Regions from separate parts of the Danio rerio genome. Here region 1 is linked to region 2. Evidence: chromatin contacts called from public Hi-C data. All regions are on one chromosome and are shown on one strand. The core of a region is the stretch at or near the end of the contact, and the rest is flanking DNA. Distances in the headings are between cores, read along the strand shown. Region 1 has its middle 55 kb from the start of kif23. Region 2 has its middle 47 kb from the start of tle3a.

Region 1 (6,128 bases), core at 2,270-4,769, 130 kb before region 2:
CATTTAGCGTACATGGCTGAGTGGAAATATAACCTGAAGCCATTCAAACAAGGCATGAAGTGGACCGGAGCAGTGTTTGTCCATGAGATGGCAGCACCGCGTCTCCTGCAGCTCATTTCAGCACTTTCAGGGGGAGGAGATGGACCACTTGTGTAAGAATGAATGGGAGGCTGAATTCAGAACAGCATATTACCATATGGCAGAAATAGTAAGTGTAGTATGCTATTAGAGAGCTAGTATGAGAGCTATGCTGAATTCAGCAGGGAAAATTATAATGCTAGATGTGGCAACAGAAGTGATAGACTTTATTTTAGCATTACAACCTGAAATTATTGTAGTTAGCATGCTTAGGGGTTACAAAACAAAACGAATAAGAAAAAGAGAATACTGATAGAAAAATATGACTTAAAATATGATATTGGGGGATTTCTCTCTCTCTTTTCGTTTGTATTTGGTCTTGAAGATGGAAAAAAAAGAAAAAGGAAAAGAGCTGTTAAATTTTATATTAGGACAAGCAGAAATTGTGCTATACATTAGGAGGTACAAGATTTTGTGGGACTAGTTATAAAGTTGAACTGATTTTTAAAGGGCTTATAAAAGCAATAATAAGGCGTGGATAAAATTTTTATTTGTCAATGAAAGATTTTGAAGGCATGTGGAGTGTAAAAAAATGTTGTCTTGGGTTGAAAATAACGTCATGTTTTTTGATGAAAACATTGTGTGATTTGGAAAATTGTTTTAGTTTAAATCAACAAAAAACAGTTTAACATTTTGTATTAAATAAAGGTGTATTAAACTTCAATTTAATTTCTCTCTCTCTTTTTGTTTGATTTTTAAAAATTATTTCATACCAAAATATCAATATTACAAAGGTTCATTTTACTCAAGCCACTTTGTAAATATTAGTCCTCCATCTTTAACAGAGCACAACCTATCTTTATAAATCCACATATTTTCAAACTCTTCAATATTCTTGACATTCTTATAATTTTTATTTTTTGATTCTCACTTTGATTTAACTCTTAAAAATTTGCTCCACATCTCAACAAAATTCTTCCTCTATTATTTCTTTTAATGTTATGTATGTTTGGCTTTTCCAACAACAAAATTAATAATTAACTTTTTTTTTCTCTCTTTTTTTTTGCAAATTTGAAATTAAAAATGAAATAAACTTAATATCCGCAAACAAAACTAAACATCAGAAATAAATCTTTAAGCCTTTCACAATGTAAAAAACAATGAAAAAATACCTCTTTTTTTTATATTTAGCACTTTGACACATAATTCATACAACTTTTTTTCCGTTTACAGAGGGAGAGAGAGAGCACATTGAAATAAATCAGAAAAAAATGGCTAAAAACTGAAATAAACAACATGTAAACAGACAGAGAGCACATAGAATTCTAAAATGTATACTGAAATGTTAAACTAAAAATGTAAAACAAATACAAGCCAAGTTTGTATTATTAATTATTTGCCAAGAGGTTATATAAAATATAAATTTTTATATAAAAAACATAAACTTAAAATAACGTATAATTTAATTTAACTATGTTAGTTAGTTAGTTAGTTAGTTAGTTAGTTAGTTAGTTAGTTAGCTAGTTATTTAAATTTAATTGTCTTGTAGAAAAATGTCATTTGCAGCATACACTCACAGAGACATCTGACAATTCACATTTAGCATTTATAAAAATAAATCAAAATAAATATAAAAAAATAAATACCTAAATAAATAGCAAAATAAAAACCTAATATACTATGGAACCACTAATCTAAATAAATATCCAGTATACTGGCCATCAACTACTACGAAGAGAGGAGAAATAATAATAAAAAAAAAACATAATTGCTTGAGGTATAAACGATACTTTTGCCCTATTTCTTTTTCCTACACATGTGGGAACCCAATTTCGACAACCTGATGGTAACAGGTTAAAGGTGTATAATTCAATTCAATTCATCTTTATGTCTATAGCACTTTTACTATGTAGATTGTGATAAAGCAGCTTAACATAGAAGTTTTAGTCAATTGTAACTGTGCCAGTCCAGATTTCAGAGTTGAACATCAGTTCAGTATGGTTTAAATTTCACTACTGAAAGTCCAAACACTGAAGAACAAATCCACCAATGCGCAGCTCCACAAGACCCAAACCAAGCGAGCAAGGGGTGACAGTGGCGAGGAACAAACTTCACCAATTGACGAAAGTGAAGAAAAAAAAACCTTGAGAGAAACCAGGCTCTGTTGGTCATGACCATTTCTCCTCTGGCCAAATTTTGATAAAGGATGCCTCTCATCATTGACAATCATGGTAGCCTTATTTAATACTCTTTCTGTGTATATATCAATACTCTTTAGTTTTATTCCCAACAACTTACTGGCTGTTGTTACCACCCTCCCCTATGACCTCTTCTGGTCCTCAGACGCATTTCTATACTAAAAGATCACACAAAATGTTGCAATACTTTCGATAAAAGCACTATAAAACATAATCAGCGATGTGTTGTCAACATTAAAAGACAATAGTTTCTTTAAGGAGCACATTTTCTGTTGAAGCTTTTTCCTTATACAGCCAGTCCATACATTAAGTGCATTGTCCAACATCACACCCAAATATGTATTATTTGTTACTAACTGAATTTGCCCCCCATTAATTACACTCTCAGAAATAAAGGTATGTGAGCTGCCACTGGAGTGGTACATTTTCAAAAGCTACACATTTGTACTTAAAGGCTCTAAATTGGTACCTCAAAAGTATATGTTAGTACCTAAAAAATTTAAGAAGAACACTTTTGTACTTTTAGGTACTAATATGTACACTTGAGGTATTAAATTTGAACTTTTAGGTACAAATGTGTAGCTTTTGAAAAGGTACCACCCCAGTGACAGCCCACATACCTTTATTTCTGAGAGTGTAGGGATGATGTTGGCAACTAGCTCAACTGTTAAAATGGGAATTATGTGTTATGAGACAAAATAGTGAAACTTATTATTAGATCACTAAGACTATTGGTAAAATGAAAAAAAAATAGCCAATTGGTACTTTTAATTGTGCAAACAAAGCACTCTGTTTAGCTAAATTCCCAGCTAAAATACAGCATGATATTGTAAAATTATAGATACATCCAGGAGAGCAACAGCTTACTGAGACAGAAAATGCACACAAAGTAGTACTACAAAGTACTTTGTCTGATATTTGCTGTAAATCTGTTTGCTCTTCTTCATCATTGTTCAATAAAATGCCACAGTCCACAACACCACAAACTTTAGCACGCTTTGAAAGTCACATTCATGTTTAGGTGTTTTTCCCCCTGTTCCCCTGTCATTTACTCCCCTCCTGGCTTTCATTAGCCGTGTAACCTCAGCGAGGCCCGATCCTCGCCTGCCCTGTTATCTCAATGATGTTCTAATGCTGGTCAAACATTATTGTGAATGGCTGAGCTCAATAGAGGCAGTGTTAGCCAGGAGAGTCAATATTAGCTGAGCACACAGGCGGGAGGAAGGTGGGGGAAGGGAAAGCACCGCCTCTGACTGACTGACTGTGGGTGAGGGGCGCGATTCTGCGCTCCTGCTGAACCTTGACCATTCACAACAGAGCCAACAAAGCATGGGATAAAGAGATGACAGGATTTTGGTACAGCATTCTTTTGCCCCTGGCTATTGCTGAAGAAACTGCTGATGGGTCAAAGATGTTCCATCTACATCACACATATTTACAGTAAATTCACCTTTTTCCAATGCCCTGTGATGCTTTGCTTGAACCATTTGAGTAATGTGCATTAAACTGTAAACAATCAGAGTTTTAAAAACTGGGTTCAGTGAAGTATCATCCCCTTTCATGAATATTACAATTAATAAATTACTTTCAGCAGACCATGAATAACCACAAACATTCAAAACAACTCATGTAGAAGTCTGATACAAGGAAATATATGCAAATTAAATCACACTTTACTATAAGGTTTTATAAATGTTAGTGTATTTTTACTAACATGAACTAATTATGAACAATATACTTGCACAGCATTTATGAATCATAGTTTAATATTTACTAATGCGTTATTCAAATCCAAACTCATGCTTGTTTACAATAGCTAACGCACTGTGAGTTAACATGAACTAACAATGAACGACTTTATTATCATAAACTAACGCTGACAAAGACGAATACACACTTGACTTTAACGAATGTATTGTTCATTGTTTGTTCATGTTAGTAAATATATGAACTAAAATTAACCTAAAACCTTATTGTAAAGTGTCACTAATATTTGATATACAGGTTCATATTTGAATTTTACATACATAAATGATGTCATATATGCAACATATAGTTTGAATTACTGAAAAAAGGCCACATGCATATTTTTTTATCATTGGGATTACATATATGTTCACACACACACACACACACACACACACACACACACACACACACACACACACACACACACACACACACACACGCACATATATATAGTATATAAATATACATATATATATATAGTATATATATATACTCACTGGCCACTTTATTAGGTACACCTTACTAGAGCCAGGTTGGATTGTTAATACAAGGCAGGATGGATCGAAGCTTTCATGTTGTTGATGCCAAATTCTGACCCTACCATCCGAATGTCGCAGCAGAAATCAAGACTCATCAGACCAGGCAACCTTTTTCCAATCATCTATTGTCCAATTTTGGTTAGCCTGTGTGAATTGTAGCCTCAGTTTCCTGTTCTTAGCTGACAGGAATGGCACCTGGTGTGGTCTTCTACTGTTGTAGCCCATCCGTCTCAAGGTTAGACATGTTGTGCATTCAGAGATGGTCTGCTGCATACCTCAGCTGTAACGAACAGTTATTTAAGTGACTATTGCCTTTCTATCAGCTCAAACCAGTCTGGCCTTTCTCCTCTGACCTCTGACCTCTGACATCAACAAGGCATTTGCGCCAACAGAACCACCGCTCACTAGATATTCTCTTACTCAGACCTTTCTCTATAAACCCTAGAGATGGTTGTGAGTGAAAATCTCAGTAAATCAGCAGTTTCTGAAATACTCAGACCAGCCTGTCTGGCACCAACAACCATGCCACGTTCAAAATCACTTAAATCACCTTTCTTTTCCATTCTGATGCTCGGTTTGACCTGCAGCAGATTGTCTTGACTATGTCTACATGCCTAAATGCGTTGAGTTGCTGCCATGTGATAAGAAATTTGCGTTAATGAGCAGTTGGACCTAACAAAGTGTGCGCTAATAACATATATCAACGTATTTAGAATTTAATTGATCATTTTTGCAATATTTCAAAACAGATCTTGCAAATATGACATATTATATATCTGTGAAATCCAAATATGAACGTATATGTCATATGCTGTATGTAATTGTAATATATTGCAATATGTTTGATTTCAATGTGGGCAGTCTTTCTGCAGCAATATTATGGACGAATATTGAATACTGATGTACTATAGAGAATATAAAGAGAATTTAATCTGAAGAAACAAAACACAGATAAACTTGTGATACACAGGTCAAATTACCAAGTGTAATGTTACTTCGAAAATAAAACACACAAAAAATCCCTTTCAAAATGCAAGTCACGTTATGTCTTAAAAAGAAATATGATAATAAGAAAATAAAGCCCAAAGCCAAACATACCTCTCACTCAGCTTTGACTATATGGATTATTAGCACCTTATTATTTGCAATAATTTGTTTCAGTTCCTCAGAATGGAAGTTCCCCAAACTGGAAGCGCAACCCATCATTTAAAACGCACAAGCAAACAAAGGCAGACTATAAACACGCTGTGGGATTAATGAGGACTGTGTCTTCTCAGGGTTGCAGAAGAAGGTCAATTTGTCAAAGGACACACACAACAGGCCCAAGGTCAGCTCTTTGTCTGCCTTCACAAAGGTAACTGAATCACACCCGCCCCACCTACAGCCGTATCAACACGTCTGCTCGGTAATCACACACACTTTTATGCCCTAAGAGCTGTGCAAACACTTGCTTTGGTAGAATCAACAGTGGCTGTCATGTGACCCCAAATTCACTGAAAGCTTTCCGCATGAATCATAATCTAACATAGAAGTGATTGTGCAGGTGAACGCACTAACAACAACA
Region 2 (6,267 bases), core at 3,065-5,564:
GAATCTTGGGTCCATGCGGGTTCCAATAGGTCCTCTGCAGTATTTGTGATCAATGGGATGCAGTTTAACAGATGATTTATCACAAAAATCTACCTTCTTCCTCTTTTCCAAATGATCAACTAGAAGTCAAGTTAATATTTGTTGCTCTTACAATTAGGATTGACAACAAGACTTTTGTCAGTTAGTGTATGTATTATTCCGAGCTGGTTACACACTGGCAATGAAAACGTGATTAAAGCATGTACATTATTACCTACAAACCTTTTAAAGCTGATAACCAGTGAAAATAACCAACATTAATGTTAGCTTATGGCAAGTTCTAATATCGGCCGATAACAGTAAGGCCAACATATTCCCCCATCCCTAATAAATAAATTATTGTTCATCATTAATTTATACAACCTGAAATGTGTAATGCACAACCTGACATGCTGTGAAGTTAATATGTCTTGTTAACCACTGCAGAAACTAATATACACACAGAACCTTGTAAACCTTAACCATTCAGTAATAATAACTGACATTGCATAACCTATGAGCTGTTTCTTTTTGTTTGAAATACTATTTACTTTCTAATAAATTTCACTTTATAGGACACCGCGCAACTATTTCCATTTCCGATTATTAAAATTGGCTTCCCACTACTTGTTTTATTGTTTTACTGTAAAGCAGCAACAGGCTTCCACAGTTATTTTTATGAAGCAGCTAATTTAAAACACAGCAAACAGTGGTAAACCAGACAGACAAAAACAGACGAATACAATTAGAACTCTGGTTGTACAATCCAAGTAACTAAATCAGACTGTACTCTGTCTCCTAATTAGTTAATTCTTCCTAATTAGATAAATCAGCGACTAAGCAGCTATCAGTTTGCACTTGATTAATACCCACTACTTGACCAACCCCAAAAAAAGCATCAGATGTTATATTTTGGGCTAATCCTTGTTAGGCTACGGTGCAATCCCTGCCTTAGCAAGCAAAGGATTTACCTATTTATATTATTAGATGTCCATTCGCCAGCTTTACCCAGAGTGCACCCTGACTAACGCGCTGTACTTCCCCTTGAGTCTCATCCTCCCCCCAACCCCCCTCATCCCGTCAAAGGCCGACCCTACAGGGCATGAGCGCTTTTTGGAAGGAGGGGGGGAGAGACAGTCCCGCTAATCCTACTATGTAATTACTGCTCCCCACTGAGGCTCAACCAATTCTCTGAGAATCAGATTAGATGACCTAAATCGTTCTCGTTCCTCCTTACTTCATCAAACATTTCCTTATCTAACCGAGGAAGAGCTAAACATCGCCCAGACATCCAGCACTCCTCCTCCCCTCCGCACGGGCTGTTTATTTATCACCAGTCCCCTGTGATCCACAAACAAGCTGGCAGGGGAGAGCTGAGGCATGCTGGGAGGACAGAATCAGGGATCAGGGACTAGGACATTGAATCTGAGCTGTGGTGCACAGACAAACCAGACATTATTCAGACACCTTCAACAATTCTCCAGTCTGATCTCACGAGGAAACATAACTATTTTACATTTTGTCAGTTCAGTGGCAAAAGGCTGATTTACACTGAGGCTGTTGCATACTCCTTGCTGTGGCTGACGCTGATGCACACCTCTCAAAAAATGCAACTACATTTTGCAATAAGCGCAAGCTCTGTGATTGGTTGGCTTAGTAGCGATGGCGAGTGTGGGCGGGGGTGAGAGCCGTGGGAACCCGTTAGAGCGAGTGTTTACAAGTGTGGAGTCCCGTGAAGGAGCTCAGATGTTTAGGACTGTGCGATTTGGGGTATATATCTAACTGCGATTTTTTTCGACAGATACTGCGATTTGATTTACGATTTAATTCAAGCTTTAAGCTGATTTTAATTTAATTCAAGTTTCAGCTCAATAATCCGTAAGCCATGGAACAATTCTGTGACGGCTCTTAAAAATGTCCTTGAGATAGGGTGTCGTGGGGAGTTGCAAGCGACAAATGGGCATCGTGACACCGGATCAATCATTTCATCTTGTGTAATGTGGCATAGTTCATGACAACCGATACCATGTCTGCGGTGCCTCATGTCACCATCGCAGAAAGTCTAGAATGTTTAATTTTCTGAAGCAGCTACTATTCGTTGTTTTTGTTTTATTAATATACATATATATTTTATAATGCAGCCTCTTGCGATTAACTAATTACGACATTTCAAATTGCGATTCGATTTTGATTAATCACACAGCCCAAGTGTTTACCTATGATTAAAGTTGCTGCACGTCCGCCAGTTCCCGCCTCAGAATGAGCGAGTTTTAGCTACTTTTACATTAAGGTAACGTTCAAAAAAAACAAAATACCTGTGAAAAAAAAATTCAACACAAAGGAACATGAAAACCTCACTGCCAGCTAGTGTTTCAAAAGTGTTATTGTAGAGCAACACAAACAGCACGCAGAAGTATAAATGCATGGCAATGCGCAAGGCAGGGGCGCGGTGGGTCACAGCAATCCATTGACACAGAAGTATAAACCAGCCTTTTTTCACATGAGTTTGTACAAGTTCCATCGTACGAAAATGTACAATTTAAAAAAAGAGGCATGGCAGCACCCAACCCCTCCCCTAAACCCAACAGTCATTAGCAAATCACACAAAATTGTATGTATGAGATTAAATTAATTCATATGAATTAGCCACTAAATCAAAACGTTACAAGTTGCCATAAAATCGTGTTGCAATTCTCACACTAAGTTTAGAAAATGATAATAAAATACAGCGAGAACTTGGTTATCTGTTGTGTCAACAAATTTATCTATAAAATGTCAGATAACTTTGGTAGAAATGTAGAGAATGTTGTCGGAGCAATAGCCAAGTGGCTAGCACGTCAACATATGGTGTAGTAGCACGTCAGGGCGTCCTGTGGTTGAATCCTGGCTCAAGGACATTTCCCTACCCTACTCTCTCCAACTTCACTTCCTGTCTAAATACTGTTCCATCTAATAAAGGCCAAAAATAAATCTTTAAAAAAAAAAAAAAAAGGTAAAGTATGTAATAGGCTATAATCAAACCAAAACAATTCAGACAACTGTTGTTGGTTACTGTTAAGAGGCTGTTTATATGACATTTTTAGCCAAAAACTGTAAACGCCATATGCGTTGTTTGTTTACATGACAATGGCAATAAATCTGAAAAAGGACTGACAATTTTGAAAACGCCGCCATTGTCATGTCCATGTAAACACACAAAAACAAGTCTTTGAAAACGATGTCATGCGGGTGCATGGTATGTATTTAGAGAGGTGTAGACTAAAAGCAAGAGCAAACAAACACAACAATGGCAGAGTATGTGGTAGTGTTGATTCTTAACATTACAACCAACAGCATAGACGCTTTATACACGCACTACAAATTCTGCATACACACAAGCACAGTCACCGATGACACATCGCCACTTACTTACAGGTACTGTTTACTAACAAGTGACAGCACCATACAGTGACCTGGAAGATATAATACAGTGCTTTGGTTCTTTCACGGATGTTTTTTGTTTAGCTTTTTAGCCAATGTTTTTGGCTACATTGAGGTCATGTGAATGTAGCTTTAGCCTTAATGAGACCCTGTACTCTCCTTGCTGTCAACCAGCTCCATGAAAAGCACTGCATGAAGAATGCTTCTAATATGTCACAGTTGATAAGGATTTTATTATCCCTGCTTGCATAAATAGGGTCCTGCACCCACTAGGAAAAGAAAAAGAAATTTTGGTTTGACTGTAACTGAACAGTTTCCTCAGCCAATCCCTAAAACAAGCTTGAAAACAAGCCCATGTGCCAATGGATTATTAATGTGTTAATTATACATTAAAGTGGCAAAATGGTGGCTTTACAAAACACAGAGGGCCTTGCGCCTGTGGAGTCGAGCAGGAGGGAGGGAGAGGTTAGAGCTCTTCGGCAGATACAGAGACAGAGCCGAGTAAAGAGGGAGAACAAATGAGGTCTCTGATCCCAAACCCCCTCCCCCTTCCCCAATCAGCCCGAGCCGGGGCTCTCAGCCCGACAGCCAAGCCTTTGTTGCAGCCTGAATGGAGGTTAAATATCCCTTGAAATCAGAGCTCTTTGGCTTTCTGGATGCATAGTCAGAGTCCCTGAACCTTTCACATGCAAATGTGAGTGCTTTTTATTTCCTTTGTAGCCCTAGTTGGGCAGTGGTGTCATGCTGAAGGGCGATGAATAAAGCTGGTGAATTTGAGGCTTTTCTCGGCTTATTTTCGCCCCCTTTCTCTTTTTATCGCCATCTCTTCCAGCCAGGCCACAACCCTCCCCTCTCCTGCAGGGGTTTAAATAAGCACAGATGGTCTCTCCTGACCTGCTATTCATCATTGTGTCAAAAGCCCTGTCAGAGTAATGCTCCCTCAACAACGGCCCTGAAGGATTTTGTTTGTTTCCATTGATGAGCCCTGTTAATTTCAAAGCCGTCTCATTAGGGCTTAAACCACCAATTAATTTCTTTTGTTCTTGTCAAATGGCTAATTCTAAACATGAACCGAACCGACAAAAAAAGGACTGCCGGAGCCAGACATCACCGCCGCTGCTGCTGGCGGCAATGAGGCGTGAAGCAGGTAGAGAGAGGGAGCAAATCGAAAAACGTGAGAGCAGGAGGGGAGAGGGGGGGCGAGGAACAACACCAACACACACAAAAAAAAAAACCCTTGTTAATTTATAGCCACCCCAATGCTAGGCAACTCATTAGCCGCTTGCAGATTTTTCTCAGGCAACAGATCAAGTGGTCCTTTGGGGAAAAGGTTGCAATCACCTGTTGGTGGCATCAGCTACAGCGATAATGAATATTTAAAAGAAAAACAAAAAAGAGATCAAAACACAAATGGGAATTCAGAAAGAGGAAAAAAAATAGTAGCTGGTATAGCTTTTTTCCCCCATCTGAAGTGTGCTCACGAAAAAAGGAAAAAGAAAAAAACATTTTGTGCCTCCACTCCATTATGGCAGTGCAAGCTGTCATTACGCCCGGGATTGTATGGGTGCCTCATAATATCCAGAGATTGGTAGTTTGTTAGACAGGACTATACAATTTGCTGCAGCCTTGAAGGATCCTTGAGCCTCTCTTGACGACTTACCGCGGGGAATTGTCGAAGCGTTGGCTTTTGTCTGCTGGAGACACAGGGGCAATTATCCAGCCTCCTGTAACGTTTCCCCAGCTTTAATCTCCCGACTGAGAGCAGAAAAGCAGAATGTCTAAGGTTTCAGAGTGCCTCTGGGTTCTATTAGCACACAACCACGTTTCTTTTCCCCCTCCCTCTCGCTTTCTCTCTCTTTTTTTAGCTGCTTTTTGTTCAGGGGAAGGCGAGTGAAGAGAAGGCCAGAGTCTGACAGGCAGCCTTCCCTTGGGCTTTGAGAAGAAAACATGATTATGTCATAATATATTTTCGAAAAGAGATCCATTTAAAAGATTGCTCCTCTGCCTTTTCAATCTAGCGTGGCTCTGCTTTTGTCTGGTTCAGCAGGAGAGGCAGGGGATGACAGATGCGCCAATGAATCAAACAGGGCACCTGGAGAGGTTTTACCACAGCCACAAATACATCACCGCAGCTGTATATGCGTTTTCCACTCAGCGTGAACTGCAGTCCTGCTGAGGTCAGTTAAAGCGACCCGAAAATGCATAAGGAAAGGGACATCCACAGCACTAAGGCCCCGTTAACACTAATATGTTTTAGTTTTAAAGCGATGTTTTAGAATGTAAACAATCCACGTCCACACTGGCGTTTTACCTAGCGTTACTGAAAAAATCTCCATCCACACTACACCACTGAAAATGCACATCATGTGACACCACACAGACTCTGGCATGTGCTCCAGCATTTGCGCACGTCTGAGCTTCAGGTAGTACACGGGTGCTTTGAACACACCTCCCCAGGTAAGGGCAGCGCAGGTGGACAGTTCATCAAGGATCTTCCGCTGGATTTCATCTCAATAGTTGTTAAACGTGATGTTTAATTCATCTAATCTCTATCTAATGATATTTTGGTCTTTTGAATCTATTCTTTGTTCTCATGTAACGTGTTTTGGCAGAACGCAAAGATAAGATTTAATATAGATATTAATTTATGTAAGCACGTACGCTGATTCTGCATAGTGACTTATTGCTTCCCTTTGTTTCTTATATTGTTTAAACTTATTGTACTGTAATATTATTATTATTATTATACTTTTATAATGGCCATTATTTACTATTAAAACTGTAATTCAGCAAAAGAAAGGGGATGTTTCGTATTTTGTGAAAATGAAA

What was found. Hi-C and Micro-C count contacts between places; a contact is called where the count stands out from the background.
Region 1: a contact with region 2 is called in a Hi-C map of embryo, with 2.6 times the contacts expected there. The contact joins two enhancer-like sites. A contact is called at or near these places in 1 of 18 Hi-C or Micro-C datasets (embryo) and 1 of 4 datasets of contacts at active chromatin or transcription factors (caudal fin).

Annotation. Positions count from the first base shown.
Region 1 is chr18:21,789,167-21,795,294 of GRCz12tu, reverse strand. No RefSeq gene overlaps it. Among named protein-coding and RNA genes, the nearest start is that of kif23, 55 kb to the left of the region's middle. Within about 2 kb of position 3,519, at least 46 of the 62 cell types and tissues checked have an H3K27ac peak or open chromatin away from gene starts, as enhancers often do.
Region 2 is chr18:21,659,573-21,665,839 of GRCz12tu, reverse strand. No RefSeq gene overlaps it. Among named protein-coding and RNA genes, the nearest start is that of tle3a, 47 kb to the right of the region's middle. Within about 2 kb of position 4,314, at least 33 of the 62 cell types and tissues checked have an H3K27ac peak or open chromatin away from gene starts, as enhancers often do.